Regions from separate parts of the Zea mays genome. Here region 2 is linked to region 1. A link is a contact called in public Hi-C data. All regions are on one chromosome and are shown on one strand. Each heading gives the region's core, a stretch centred on a gene start, on an enhancer-like site or on the middle of the called end of the contact. The rest is flanking DNA. Distances are from core to core; before and after follow the strand shown.

Evidence for each region. Hi-C and Micro-C count contacts between places; a contact is called where the count stands out from the background.
Region 2: a contact with region 1 is called in a Hi-C map of ear, with 3 times the contacts expected there. The contact joins the promoter of LOC541712 here to the promoter of LOC542766 in region 1. A contact is called at or near these places in 2 of 25 Hi-C or Micro-C datasets (ear and tassel).

Annotation. Positions count from the first base shown.
Region 1 is chr4:633,156-640,425 of Zm-B73-REFERENCE-NAM-5.0, reverse strand. It overlaps LOC542766 (c-4 methylsterol oxidase), which reads right to left and starts at 3,054. Exons shown (of 7, transcript NM_001279592.2): 1 at 2,702-3,054; 2 at 2,372-2,509; 3 at 782-927; 4 at 557-676; 5 at 266-478; 6 at 76-156; 7 at 1-2. The coding sequence starts at 2,740.
Region 2 is chr4:1,221,485-1,228,754 of Zm-B73-REFERENCE-NAM-5.0, reverse strand. LOC541712 (RUBISCO activase 1) reads right to left here and starts at 3,126. Exons shown (of 3, transcript NM_001111451.2): 1 at 3,072-3,126; 2 at 2,398-2,903; 3 at 1,462-2,304. The coding sequence starts at 3,107. The coding sequence ends at 1,545. LOC100382265 (RUBISCO activase1) reads right to left here and starts at 5,483. Exons shown (of 3, transcript NM_001175017.1): 1 at 5,366-5,483; 2 at 4,805-5,289; 3 at 3,762-4,719. The coding sequence starts at 5,416. The coding sequence ends at 3,864.

The DNA of each region.
Region 1 (7,270 bases), core at 1,805-4,304:
ACCTGAAACACGACCAATGAGTTCAGACTTCAGAGCCCCTGCACAGCTCAACACAGTCATGCCACGGATCCTTACCAGTCCATGTAAACAAATGTTGAGGCATAGTTCCCTGACTTTGTGTACAGCACACGGTGATGGTAGTCATGGAAGTCCGAGCTATTCACCATGACAAAAGCTCAGCAAATGGCCAGACGTTCAGCTTCAAATAAACAAGCACAATCTCTTTTAAGGGGGGGGAAGGAAAACAATGATCTAGCTTACTTACCCGCCATACAGCGGCAGGAAATTTGATGGGCTCCATGGGAAGTGATAGCCGCTGTGAGCTTCAACTGTCTCCAAAACCCTCAACACCATCCACAGCCACAGGGTGAAGAGATGAGGGCCAGTAAGAGCAGGACCAACAACTGTGGCGAATCCCAGGAACAAAATTTCAGCTGGGTGGGCATATTCCGATGTTAAACCAAAGGGTGTGGCGTACCTGCAAGGATTCATTCTGTCATTGACTAGAAAGTGTTGCAACATGTAAAGCGAGATGTAGTGAAGCAGTATCACTTACTCATGGTGGACGCTGTGAACGTGTTTGTATAGCCATTTCGTATGCAATGCCCTGTGCCCCCAATAGAATATAAAATCCTCAAGGACAAAGTAGAAAAGAACTTGAGATACAACAACCGACCTGCAAAAAAGGTGTTGGTGTGCTGAGATAGTGAGACGAGAAGAATACTAGTAATAACGTAACTTAATAGCTCCTTTACATAGGAGGAGAGAAGTGAGTGCATACCAATGTGGCAAAGGAAGAGAGCTCCTGAGACCCATGAATTTGAAGGCAGGATACGAGAAAATCATGACAGGCAGGTTCACACATACATGGTAGAGAATGAGGCGCAAGACACATCTGTTTTGGTAAGCAGAGGTGTTGCTCTTCTTCTGTAAACAAAAAATGCACACATTTTTTTGTGTTAAGGGAACCAGATATTGTACCAAGATAAGCCTACCGCACATAGATGAAAGGATCAACCATTCTTTGTTTATAGGCACTAGGAGCTTGGAACAGAATTAATAGCATGCATGTTCTGCTTCACATGGGAATCTAGGCATTGCAATCGGATGAAAGAACCAGAATATCTAATGGAACAAAATATCACTGAAATTGACCAGAACTAATAGCATGCATGTTCTGCTTCTAGAATGCGTTGGTTGCTGCTACTCTGAAATTGTCCAGAATCAAATGTTAGCAACACTAATCTCACGAGTTCGAACCAACAGCAAAAGTATCACCGATCATATGATTCGGGACAATTTCAGAGTAGCAGCAACCAACATATTCTAGAAGGAACTGGAAAGAGAGAGGATCTGAGAACAAGAGAGGGAATGAGAGGGAGAAGATGAACAATAACGGGAAGTAGAGATTTCTGTTGTAAAATGATTCTTCGATGCCCCCACAGCCGGTACAGCTCTCCTTTTATAGGTGAAGTTACCCACTTATCCCTGTCTAATGCCTCACATGGCAGCCATTCCTAACAAGGGTCAACCATTATTTGTTTATGGGCACTAGGAGCTTGGAACAGAATTAATAGCATGCATGTTCTGCTTCACATGGGAATCTAGGCATTGCAATCCGATGAAAGAACCAGAATATCTAGTGGAACAAAATATCACTGAATCTCCAATTTAGCCAAACCCTTGGTCGTAGCTATGTTTTCTTATGGAACAACTCAATTTCAATTCTAAAGAAAGTTAGATAAGATCTGGATAGAAAAGATTAACTGAATATTAATATGGCATGGTGCGAACAGCTGAAACAATACTATTGCAAGGTGAGCGCTGTAAAGATCAAATATTCAACAGTTCCCTGTAAAAATGTACATGTTAATCGCGAAGACGTGGACAATGGGAACGAATTCTCCCGATTTCCGTTCTCCCTTCTGTGGGGAAAAAGGGAAACTGAAAGGGAAAGGACGGCGACTCTATGTTCATCTTTCCATGTCTTTATGTGGTCACAGTGGGTAGCGAAAACAGTTATCACTGGATCCTCCTCCACGGTGGGTGGGTTAAGCGGAAGAGGAAAGTGTCACCTCGATTTGCCCAGTCTGGGAGCCCTATCGTCCCATTTATTTGCTGTTTGTTCCTCCTACTCCTACTCTTTCCGAGCGAAGTTGTGTAACCTTTTGATTCCTACTAGTATATGATTTGAGGAGACAAGAAGATCCATCCATTAATGGACGCAGGCTGGGCGACTGACAGACAATTGACGGGCCGAGAGGTGAATGGATCAAATCGGGCATGTTACTCTTTCAGATTAGCAGCGGCAGTGGGCACTGGCTCAAAAGGAAAAGGACAAGAAAAAAAAGAAGCATGGGGATGGGGGTACCTGGATCTTGTACTTGGCGAAGAGTCCGAAGCGCTCGAAGAGGAGGGAGGGGAGGCCGGAGAGGAAGAAGACGGTCTCGTGGAGCAGGAAGGTGACGACGGTGGCGAGCTGGAACTCGGTGAAGTTGGCGATCAGGAGCTGCATTCATTTGTGTTTTCCCGTTACGTTTCCCCCGGCGAGGAACAGCAGTGAGAGACAGAGATCTGGGGATGAGGAGGGAGAGAAGAGAGCGGAGCAGAGATTGATTGGCAGAGAGAGAGAGAGAGAGAGAGAGAGAGAGAGAGAGAGAGAGAGAGAGAGAGAGGGAGGGGGAATAGTAGGTGGGGGTACCTGCCACGCTGAGTCGATGGCTGACATGGGCGCCGCCATTGTGAGAGAGATAGATCGCCGGCGGCGAAGATGCCGAGGAGGGGAGAGGGGAGGCTGAGCCTGGCCTGCGACTGGGAGGAGAAGGCGGATTTTTTTTTCTCTAGCCTTTTGGCAGGCTCTGCTTGCGCTCGCTAAAGCGGCGAGCTCAGACTCCTCTCGTGGCCTTCCAATTCCATTGCTCCGTCTCCTCTCTTTTGGCCTGTCGTGGCCTTGTGCCGTACCGCCGCTCACGTTGCCACTTGCCTCGCCGCCACATGCGTGCAAGTCATGAATTCCATGGATGCATGTGTAGCCCTGGAATTGGATTCCAATCTAGTCATGAATCCGTGCGTCTCATCAGTCTATATGCTTTCTTTTCAAATTTCGTTACCACAAAATCAACCAAAAAAAGTGTGTTTCAAATAAGCCTGGTTCGGTTATTCCTAACATATGGATTGGCTGGTATTAAAAAAATTATGAAAAATTATGACTTATTTGGAATTTAAACACATCCAATCACACTCAATCCACATGGACTGAGAGGAAAGCGAACAGGCCCTAAGCAGACATGGGCTATCTTCTTTATTAAAACCTCACCCGATTTCGAGCGCTCTCCGTACGACGCGCTCCGGCTGTGCCGAAGGCACAGATGCGAACTCGTCCTTAAACTGAGCTTTGAGCTAGCTCGTGTCCAGCTCTCATACCCCACACTGTGTCCAGCTCCCATCCCTTCCACGCTGTCCTTGTCTGATTGTCTCCCCACCTCGCAATTGTCGTCCGTGCTCGAATTGCTCCACCAGCCCGCCTCGCCGTGGGGCACGACCTTCCTCCACGACACCTGCGGCTCCGACAACCATGACGACAACATGCTCCTCTATGACCACGGCCACCACACCTTCTTCCTCCTCCCCCAAATCACCACTGAGGTCCACATCTGGTCGCCTCCCCAGCCGACCACACCACCATGATGCCAACGGAAGTGCGCCTCGACGCCACCTCGGCCTTACATAGCATCGAAAGCCATCGACCTCTCGCTCGATTCGTCTTCGGTCGGACCTCTTCTCTGCCCAAACCCTACACCCACCATTTACCAAAAATAATTGTTCGATCTCCTTTGTGGAAAGTTTCGCTTATAGATCGTTATCGTAGGCTACTCCACCGTCTCCTTTAGGGGCTCTAACTTCAGCACCAGGCCCTTCTCCATAGCTCTTAAGTACGTGAGCACTCCTCAGATCCGCTACACTTGTGTTTGCCTGATCTTGCAGCACCTTGATTTGCCGGAGAACAAGTCGACCATGAAATGGGAGTTCTCGAGGGCGAATATGAAGAAGGTATTGGGTTAGTGACTACCCTTGCATTTGTTTGTCATTTGTCTACACCTCTACTCAATAGGGTAAAATGGCTAGGTTTGGATTCATTATGTCAGATGTTATTCGCACCAGTCCTTGGATCTTCAGTGTCTCAGATATGGTAGTGAACTAGATTGGCTGACTCACTTGGATGTTGAAGTTTAAATTTTGAGTTAATTGTTTGTTGGTAGATATTCTTGTAATGTGACACTTTACCAATCAGTGTATTCCATCTCCATTCTAATTGCAGTGGTAGTTTTAATACATGTTTTTGTGTCGTCGAGGCCAACATCAGAGGCACAAAATGTTTTCATTCGACAATGTTGCTAGAAAAGCATAAGAATGCTAGGAAGCTATAAGCACAAAAATAAAAAGGTATGTTATATCAAAAGAAGCTACTGAAAGTCGCCTAGAGGGGGGGTGAATAGGGCGAAACTGAAATTTACAAAGTTAATCACAACTACAAGTCGGGTTAGCGTTAGAAATATAATGCAAGTCCGAGAGAGGGAGCAAAAACAAATCACAAGCGAATAAAGAAGTGAGACACAAGGATTTGTTTTACCGAGGTTCGGTTCTCTCAAACCTACTCCCCGTTGAGGTGGTCACAAATACCGGGTCTCTTTCAACCCTTTCCCTCTCTCAAACGGTCCCTCGGACCGAGTGAGCTTCTCTTCTCAATCAAACGAGAACCAAACTTCCCCGCAAGGACCACCACACAATTGGTGTCTCTTGCCTTGATTACAATTGAGATGATCGCAACAAAGAATGAGAAAAAGAAGCAATCCAAGTGCAAGAGCTCAAATGAACACAACAATCACTCTCTTTAATCTCTAAAGCTTTGAGTGGAATTTGGAGAGGATTTGATCTCTTTAGTGTGTCTAGAATTGAATGCTAGAGCTCTTGTAAGTAGTTGGAAGGTGAAAACTTGGATGCCTTGAATGTGGGGTGGTTGGGGTATTTATAGCCCCAACCACCACAAAGTGGTCGTTGGAAGGCTGCAGTCGCATGGCGCACCGGACAGTCTGGTGCGCCACCGGACACTGTCCGGTGCGCCAGCCACGTCAGCAGACCGTTGGGGTTCGACCGTTGGAGCTCTGTCTTGTGGGCCCGCCTGGCTGTCCGGTGGTGCACCGGACAGGCCCTGTAGGTTGTCCGGTGTGCCACCCGCGCGCGCACTGCTCCTCTACACGCGCAGGCGCGCATTTAATGCGTTGTAGTCGACCGTTGCGCGCGAACTAGCCATTGCTCCGCCGTTACACCGGACAGTCCGGTGTGCACCGGAGACAGTCCGGTGAATTTTAGCGGAGCGGATTTCCGAAGCTGGCGAGTTCAGAGTCGCTCTCCTCTGGAGCACCGGACACTGTCCGGTGGTGCACCCAACAGTCCGGTGAATTATAGCGAAGCGCCTCTGAGATTTCCCGAAGGTGAAGAGTTCAGCTTGGAGTCCCCTGGTGCACTAGACACTGTCTGGTGGTGCACCGGACAGTGCTCTTTTGTTTGAACCCTTTTTCTTGGTCTTTTTATTGGCTTATTGTGAACCTTTGGCACCTGTAGAACTTATAAACTAGAGCAAACTAGTTAGTCCAATTATTTGTGTTGGGCAATTCAACCACCAAAATCAATTAGGAAATAGGTGAAAGCCTAATTCCCTTTCAATCTCCCCTTTTTGGTGATTGATGCCAACACAAACCAAAGCAAGTAGAGAAGTGCATAATTGAACTAGTTTGCAAAATGTAAGTGCAAAGGTTACTTAGAATTGAACCAATATAACTACTCATAAGATATGCATGGATTGTTTCTTTATAATTTTAATATTTTGGACCACGCTTGCACCACATGTTTTGTTTTTGCAAATACTTTTGTAAAATCTTTTCAAAGACCTTTTGCAAATAGTCAAAGATAAATGAATGAGATTTTGAGAAGCATTTTCAAGATTTGAAATTTTCTCCCCCTGTTTCAAATGTTTTTACCTTTGACTAAACAAAACTCCCTTTCAATAAAATTCTCCTCTTAGTGTTCAAGAGGGTTTTAAGACACCACTTTTTGAAGGTGCTACTTTCTCCCCCTTTAGAACACAATGAGATACCAATTTGAAGATCATAAGTTTTAAAATTTGGTGGTGGTGCGGTCCTTTTGCTTTGGGCTTAATACTCTCCCCCTTTGGCATGAATCGCCAAAAACGGATGTTTGAGTGAAATATAAGCCCTTTCATGAACTACTTTCTCCCCCTTTGGCAAATAATATGAGTGAAGATTATACCAAAAGACGAAGAATTGCTCGGAGCGACGACGAAGGATGAGTTATAGAGTGGAGTGGAAGCCTTTGTTTTCGCCGAAGACTCCAATTCCCTTTCAATACACCTATGACTTGGTTTGAAATTCACTTGAAAACACATTAGTCATAGCATATATAAAAGAGACATGATCAAAGGTATATTTATGAGCTATGTGTGCAAGACATCAAAAGAAATTTCTAGAATCAAGAATATTTAGCTCATGCCTAAGTTTTGTAAAAGTTTGTTCATCTAATGGCTTGGTGAAGATATCGGCTAATTGATCTTTAGTGTTAATATATGCAATCTCGATATCCCCCTTTTGTTGGTGATCCCTAAGAAAATGATACCGAATGGCTATGTGTTTAGTGCGGCTATGCTCAACGGGATTGTCCGCCATGCGGATTGCACTCTCATTATCACATAGAAGAGGAACTTTGGTTAATTTGTAACCATAGTCCCTAAGGGTTTGCCTCATCCAAAGTAATTGCGCGCAACAATGGCCTGTGGCAATATACTCGGCTTCAGCGGTTGAAAGAGCCACAGAATTTTGCTTCTTTGAAGCCCAAGACACCAAGGACCTTCCTAAGAACTGGCAAGTCCCCGATGTGCTCTTTCTATTGATTTTGCACCCTGCCCAATCGGCATCGGAATAACCAATTAAATCAAATGTGGATCCCCGAGGGTACCAAAGCCCAAACTTAGGAGTATAAGCCAAATATCTCAAGATTCGTTTTACAGCCGTAAGGTGAGATTCCTTAGGGTCGGCTTGGAATCTTGCACACATGCATACGGAAAGCATAATGTCCGGTCGAGATGCACATAAATAGAGTAATGAACCTATCATCGACCGGTATACCTTTTGATCGACGGATTTACCTTCCGTGTCGAGGTCGAGATGCCCATTGGTTCCCATGGGTATCTTGATGG
Region 2 (7,270 bases), core at 1,877-4,376, 590 kb before region 1:
GGATGACTACGACAAGCTATGTTCCAAACAAGGGAAATAAAACAAAAAACATATATATAACAAATGTATGAACTAGTAACAACTATATGTAATTAGCAAGGATAATTTAGAGGGCAAACCACACAGGGCAAGAGATGACGCAATATTTATCCATGAGATTTGGTTACTTGTCGGCAACCTACATCCTTGATATAGCGAGTCCAAACTAGGTGATTCACACACTAATTGATGTCAGAACGCAAGCCCATGATAATAGTTTAATAAGAATCAAACTATAGAGCGGCGCTCCAACAAGCTACTATTCAACTAGATTTCCTCTTCGCAAATCTTCTGCAGGGATGAGCATAAGATTCCCTCACAAGCATGTTCGTAGTTGTAAGGAAAATGAACCTAGCTAATTTGATTAATGGATTATTGTTTTTGATGACCAACGTAACCATTTGAACTATGTTGTTTGCTAGTGTTTATGAATATAGTTCAAAGGATGTAGTGTGGACTTAGACAAAGGCAACATGGTGATCGAGAAGATCAACAATTCAAACAATATATTAGAAAAAATGCCAAAAACCTACCGAAATCACGCAAGAGTCCAAGACAAAAGATAGAAAAAGCTTGATTAAAGAGAAACGAAGAAAATAAAATAGGCTGCCGAGCAACATCGGACATGTCTGGTGTAGCACCAGATAAAGCATCGGACAGGAGAAGCGTCTGTACCGAAGAAAGGGCTGAAAATCAGAGTACACTTGACACGCAGGATTGCATTGAAGTAGCACATAATGGGGCACTGGATATATTACTCGTAGAGGTCTACATCGTGTTTGGAGAGGTCCATAAGACACCAGACATGTTCGTTGTGTCACGGGGATACTCCGTCAGATAGGGTACTCATATAGGTTGCAAACACATATGACTGAAGGAACCAAACACCCCTAAGTACAAGGTCCAAGCCCAACACCAACACATACACACAGCCCAACATACAGAAAATAAAAGATGAAAGCGGAGTGTGGATCATGGCAGGAGTGAAACATATGGCAATTTTGATATATAGGCCGACACTGAGAGTTCTTCTTTGGCACACTTTGTGTAGTTTTTTTTGTACAGCCTTGTTCTGCTAGTCTTGGCTCACCTTCTTTTTAATTTAACAAGCACAGCTAGCCCTTCTACCTTGTTTCTTTCAAAAAAAAAACATCGACAAAAACTTTGCATGCCCAGCTATATATCGCGCTTGGCCAGATCCCGTATTGTAGTACGTACAAATTAAGAGTAATACATGGATCAGGGATAATAAAAATGGCAAGTTTAGAAGATGTAGTGGCAGCTGCTGCCATGATCGCCCCTCGCTGTTCGTTAGCTCCAATGCATTTTGGTGGCGCCCTGAAATGAAATATACATGATCCATTATATAGACGAATATATGTATGCATGTCCTGGTTCAGTAATATATATATATATATTACAAAACTATCCAAGTAATATATATATTCACCTCCTCGATCCTATGCCGGCCTCGCGCCTAGCTAGCAATAGCAAAGAGTTGCTTTCTACTTGAAGAAGGAGCCAGTCTTCATGGCGTCCTCGTTGGCTTCACCAAGAGCAGCCTCGTTGAGGTACTTGTCAGCAAGCTGCACACGCTTGACGTTCTCCTGCTCCGCCACCAGCATGTGTCCGTACTCCAAGAGCTTCTCGATCGTTATCTTGGGCTGCTCGAACGTGGGCGGGCCCTCCTTGGAGTTGACGAGCTTCCTGGCGATGTTCTCGACGCCGGTCTCGCTCACCCACCGTCGGACCTCGTCGTCGTAGACCCGGGCACGCAGCGCGCCGAAGAAGTCGATGGACTGGCCAGGGAAGGTGTCGACCAGCTGGACGACGTGCTCCTCGTCGACGCCGTCGGTGCGGAAGATGCCCTTGCAGACGCCGATGCGGTCCTCGCGGGTGGGCGCCCAGTAGAACTTCTCCATGCGGCCGTCGCGGATGAGCGGCGCGTAGAGCGTGGAGAAGTCGTTGCCGGTGACGATGATGGGCACGCGGGGGTTGTCCTCCTTGTTGTACATCCCCGGGAGCTGCACGTTGGTGGGGTTGTCGGCGATGTTCATCAGGGTGGCGTTGACCATCTGGTTGTTCACCGTGTACTGGGTGGTGCCGCCCATGCGACCCGCGCCGGCGTCGAGGTCGTTGATGAAGAGGCAGGACATCTTGCCCTTCTTGATGAGGTCGGAGGCCTCACGGTAGCGCTGCCTGATGAGCTTGGCGGGCTCTCCGGCGTTGCCGCTCTCCAGCTCGCCGGCGCTCATCATGATGGGGCTGCATGCATGCATGCATTGGAATGATTTACTACTAGCTAGTATATATTATCGAAGGCAATAATAATAGACGAATCGAAATAAATTAACGTACGTGATGCCCATCTTGGCGAAGACCAGCTCGCATTGGAACGATTTTCCCTGGCCTTTGCCTCCCCAGATACCCAGGATGAGGGGAACCTTGATGTTTGGCAGGGTCATGAAGTTCTTGGAGAGGTGGACGACGAGCTTGTCCATGAAGCCCTTGGCTATGTAGAAGCCATCCATCATGTTGTCGAAGTTGTAAGACTTTTGGCCCTGGCTGATGTAGTCGTAGGAGCTGAGCACGGCGACGTGGGTGCCGTCCCCCATAGGCGCCTGGAAGAGGTTGTCGACGAGGCCCTTGCCCCTGGTGATGTCCTGCTGGTCGTCCGAGATGTCGTAGGCCAGGCCCTTCCACCTGTCCTCGTCGGTCTGCTTCGTCTCGTCCACCTCCTTGGCAGCCATCGCCTTGAACCTGCTGTTGCTGCTGGAGCTCTTGCCATGGTAGGTCACGGCCGCGGACACCTGCGGCTTGTTGAGCTTCTTCCCGAGGAAGCTGCTCCTGGTCGGGGTGGAGGCCTGATGATCGGTCGATGCATGATGCATGTACATATACATATATATGCCGTCAAGAAGGTCTCAAGGAGATACATATATGATCATGAAATGCATGCATGAAGAAGAAGATCCCGAACTAGCAGCAGAGCAGCTAGCAGATGCTTGGAATTAACACGCGCGGTCACCCACCGGAGCTCCGACGGTGGAGGAGAAGGCGGCCGCCATTTCTTGTGCTTTTTAGTTCGGACCTTGCAGCTCAAAGTAGTGAGGTCGTCGAGGCACGCACACGGCGGCGTTAAATAAAGAGAGCTAGCGCTAGCAGGTATGGTGGTGGTGGTGGTGGCCGGCGTTGCGCGGTGGCTGGCTGTGCTCGGGAGGTCAGGGTCTCTGAGGGGGGAAAGGGGGCCGCAATGTGTGGATCAGCTTTGCCATCACCCTCAGGCCACACGCTGAGGATGGGGTTCTTCGATGTCCATACGTACGTGGCCCCACGCATCATCCAAGCCTAATCATTGCAAGATCGAGTAGACTTCTCTTTTCTTGGTGGCTTGTTGCATTGGCAACGTTCTGTGAAACTGCATTGCATTGCTCACGAACCACAACCTTCAATTCGATCGATCGTCTTCAGTTTCATTTCATTTAAAACAAAATTGTATGCTAGCTAGCTCAAGTGCCATAGAAAATGATTGTTTCGACATGTATGTATCTGTGTTCCTTGTCTTCTCTGATATAAATTAATACATGCGTACGTCGATAGCTACAGTTCAAATTTGTATCCGGCCGGCCATGCATTTGATGACGAACCATGCATGCACTAGCTTCAATTTTTCTTTGCTGGACGTACGTGGGGATGAAACACAACCAAAATCTAACTCAAGTAGCCAACGCCCTCTTGACCGGCGACAGCAACCATTAGCGGCCAAAGTTTGTATCCTGGCTCAAACTTAAGTACGTGCCACAGAAATTGTTTGGACAATTATATTAGTTGTACACGCAGCTGCCGTCGTCGCTCCTGGCGGTAGGGTCGAAGTTGCCGGCCTTGGGGTCAGTGCACCCCTCCGGCACGGGCACGCGGACATGCTGCGCCGCCTTGCCATACAAGTCGTCGTCGTCGTTTGCGTCGCCCAGCGCCGCCTCGCTGAGGTACTTGTCTGCCAGCTGCACGCGCTTCACGTTCTCCTGCTCCTCCACCAGCATGCGCCCGTACTCCATGAGCTTGTCCAGCGTCATCCTCGGCTGCTCGAACGTGGGCGGGCCCTCCTTGGAGTTGACGAGCCTCCTGGCGATGTTCTCCACGCCGGTCTCGGCCACCCACCGCCGCACCTCGTCGTCGTACACCCTGGCGCGGAGGGCGCCGAAGAAGTCGATGGACTGGCCCGGGAAGGCGTCCACCAGCCTCACCACGTCCTCGTCGGGGACGCCGTCGCTGCGGAAGATGCCCTTGCACACGCCCACGCGGTCCTCGCGGGTGGGAGCCCAGTAGAACTTGTCCATGCGCCCGTCGCGGATCAGCGGCGCATACAGCGTCGAGAAGTCGTTGCCCGTGACGATGATGGGCACGCGGGGGTTCTCCTCCTTGTTGTACATCCCCGGGAGCTGCACGTTGGTGGGGTTGTCGGCGATGTTCATCAGCGTCGCGTTCACCATCTGGTTGTTCACCGTGTACTGCGTCGTGCCGCCCATCCGCCCCGCGCCGGCGTCCAGGTCGTTGATGAACAGCACGCACATCTTGCCCTTCTTGATCATGTCGGCCGCCTCGCGGTAGCGCTGGCGGATCAGCTTCGCAGGCTCGCCGGCGTTGCCGCTCTCCAGCTCGCCGGCGCTCATAACGATGGGGCTAAGTATTATTAAATTTCTATTCAGTATGTACGTATGCTAGGCATGCATGTAGCTTCTTAATATATTATATTAATAATTCTTACTTGATTCCCATCTTGGCCAAGACAAGCTCACATTGGAAGGACTTCCCTTGGCCCTTGCCTCCCCAGATACCCAGGATGAGGGGCACCTTGATGTTTGGCAGGGGCATGAAGTTCTTGGCGATGTGGACAACGAGCTTGTCCATGAACGCGGGAGCGATGTAGTAGCCATCCATCATGTTGTCCAAGCTGTAGTGCCTGAGCCCCTGGCTGATGTAGTCGTAGGAGCTGAGCACGGCGACGTGGGTGCCGTCCCCCATGGGCGCCTGGAACAGCGGGTCCACGCGGCCCTTCCCCCTGGTGATGTCCTGCTGGTCGTCCGAGGTGTCCAAGGCCAGGCCCCTCCACCTGTCCTGCTCCGTCTCCTTGTTCACCGCCATGGCTCTGACTCTGATGGTGGTCGTGGCGCCATGCAGGGAGTCGTACCCCTTCTTCTTATTCCTGATGATGATGCTGGTGACGAGCTTCTTGCCGAGGAAGCCGCTCGCCTGCATACATATCTTCAGTGACTCTGTCTCGTCGATCTTACTACCAGCTAGCTGCCTAGCTCTGTAGAGTACTTACCGCGAGAGCAGCGACGACGGAAGTGGAGGAGAAAGCTGCAGCGGCAGCCATAGGTGGTCGACGGATGGATCGGAGCTTCAATTCTGAGATCGGAGTATATATATGCTATTATATTAGCTGACGATCGATGAGGATTCAACACAATGCAATTGCAAGCTGCCGCCGCACGCGGTTATATATAGTTGCAGTTGCAGATCGATGGATGCATGAATGCATGCTCTAGATCTTTCCCGTCCTTTTTGGCTGTCTCCCGCAACATCTTCTAAAATTTATTCTCTAAAGTCTAGTTTAGCAACACCGTTTTCTCGAGAGATTCTAATTTTTACAAGAGAAAATAAATTAATTTCTCTTACGGGGCGTTTGGATCCCTTCATTTTTAGAGGAATTAGAATTCACTCAATAAACTAATTTATTTAGTTTAGAATTTGACATTACACCACTTTACAAAATTCAGATATAAACTTAACTTAAATTCATGGGTGGAAGATGAGAAATGATTTTATGCATTAGTAGAATTTGTTTCTACTCTGTAACTTACATGACACTCTTTGTCTCACTCCTCTATAGTAAAAATGTAGCACATAAATATCTCCGACATCTTGCTAATAATAATATACAAATATATTTTATATAAAATCGAATTATCTTAATTGATATATGCCTAAATTACTATTATTAGAATGGAATTCAATTCCAATGATCCAAATAGGGCGTTAGGAAAATAAAAATCACTTAGGAAAATAAGATTTCCAAACTAACCCTAAAAGAATATTCCCTGTCCTTTACAACACATTCTAAAACATTATGTACTCTATATATATTTTCGTTATCTCCAGCAATATTCTCTAAATTCAGTCCTCTCTATATCTACATTGTGCCACATTTGGCAATACAAATTGGATTTTTATTGGTTGCTTAAATAAAACTATTCATATGTCGCAGAATTAAAATACGCTATGCACCATATATTGATTATTTTGTGAAAATAATATTATTACATATTATTTAGGAAACTAATGTACCAGACAATAAAAATCCCTCCTAGCAAAAATGAACTAGGAACTAATTAAAATAATTACATTTTGTACCCTACATTACTACTCGTGATTCTACAAGGAAAAAGTTATCCGACTTTTTTAAAAAATACATTACGTCGTTCATGTCTATCGACTATAATGCTTAATCAAACATTTCCTCCAGCACTAGCCAAGCGTCCACGATTTCCATGCTGAGGTAGTTGAGGAACACCAGGAGCTCGGCGAGGTAGATGACGTCGCCATTGTCGACAAGCATCATGAGGTCCACCTTGCCAACGTCGTCCCTAGCCACCGACCTCCCGCCGTCCCTCGGCTACTCCCTCTCGACCACGCCGTATGCGTTGTACTACCCATGGCTCGGACGCGTAGCTCGGCGGTGGTTACGACAGGGGCGGGGACAGGGAAGGAGGCGAGACCGTCGAGCTCAGCATCGTCGAGAGCTCCAACGACTTCGACGAGCTGTCATGCGGCTATACGTTCTGGTGCCATGGCTACCACCACCAGAGGCGGACGTCTCCTACGCTTTCACGACGATGGCTCTAGAGCTTCCGATCAAGCGTACGAGAGAATGAAAGAAGTTGGCGTGCGTGATTGAACAGTGCATAGAGACGCTATATTATAGCGGATGATTTAGAGTTTGTTGTTGGAAAGAGCCTTAATTAGCATGCATCATGCTTAGTTCAGTTAGCAGCTTGCTAGGGTCCGAGAAGTAGAAGGTGACTATAGAGCAAAAGCGAGAGACACGACAGTACGAGTAAAATATATGTATTCTTTATTGATAGAATGCCTTACTTATATAGATAAAAAGGGTGTAGTCTAAGAGGTGTTTATAATAAGAGGCCAATGCTAAGAGATACCTGTACCATCT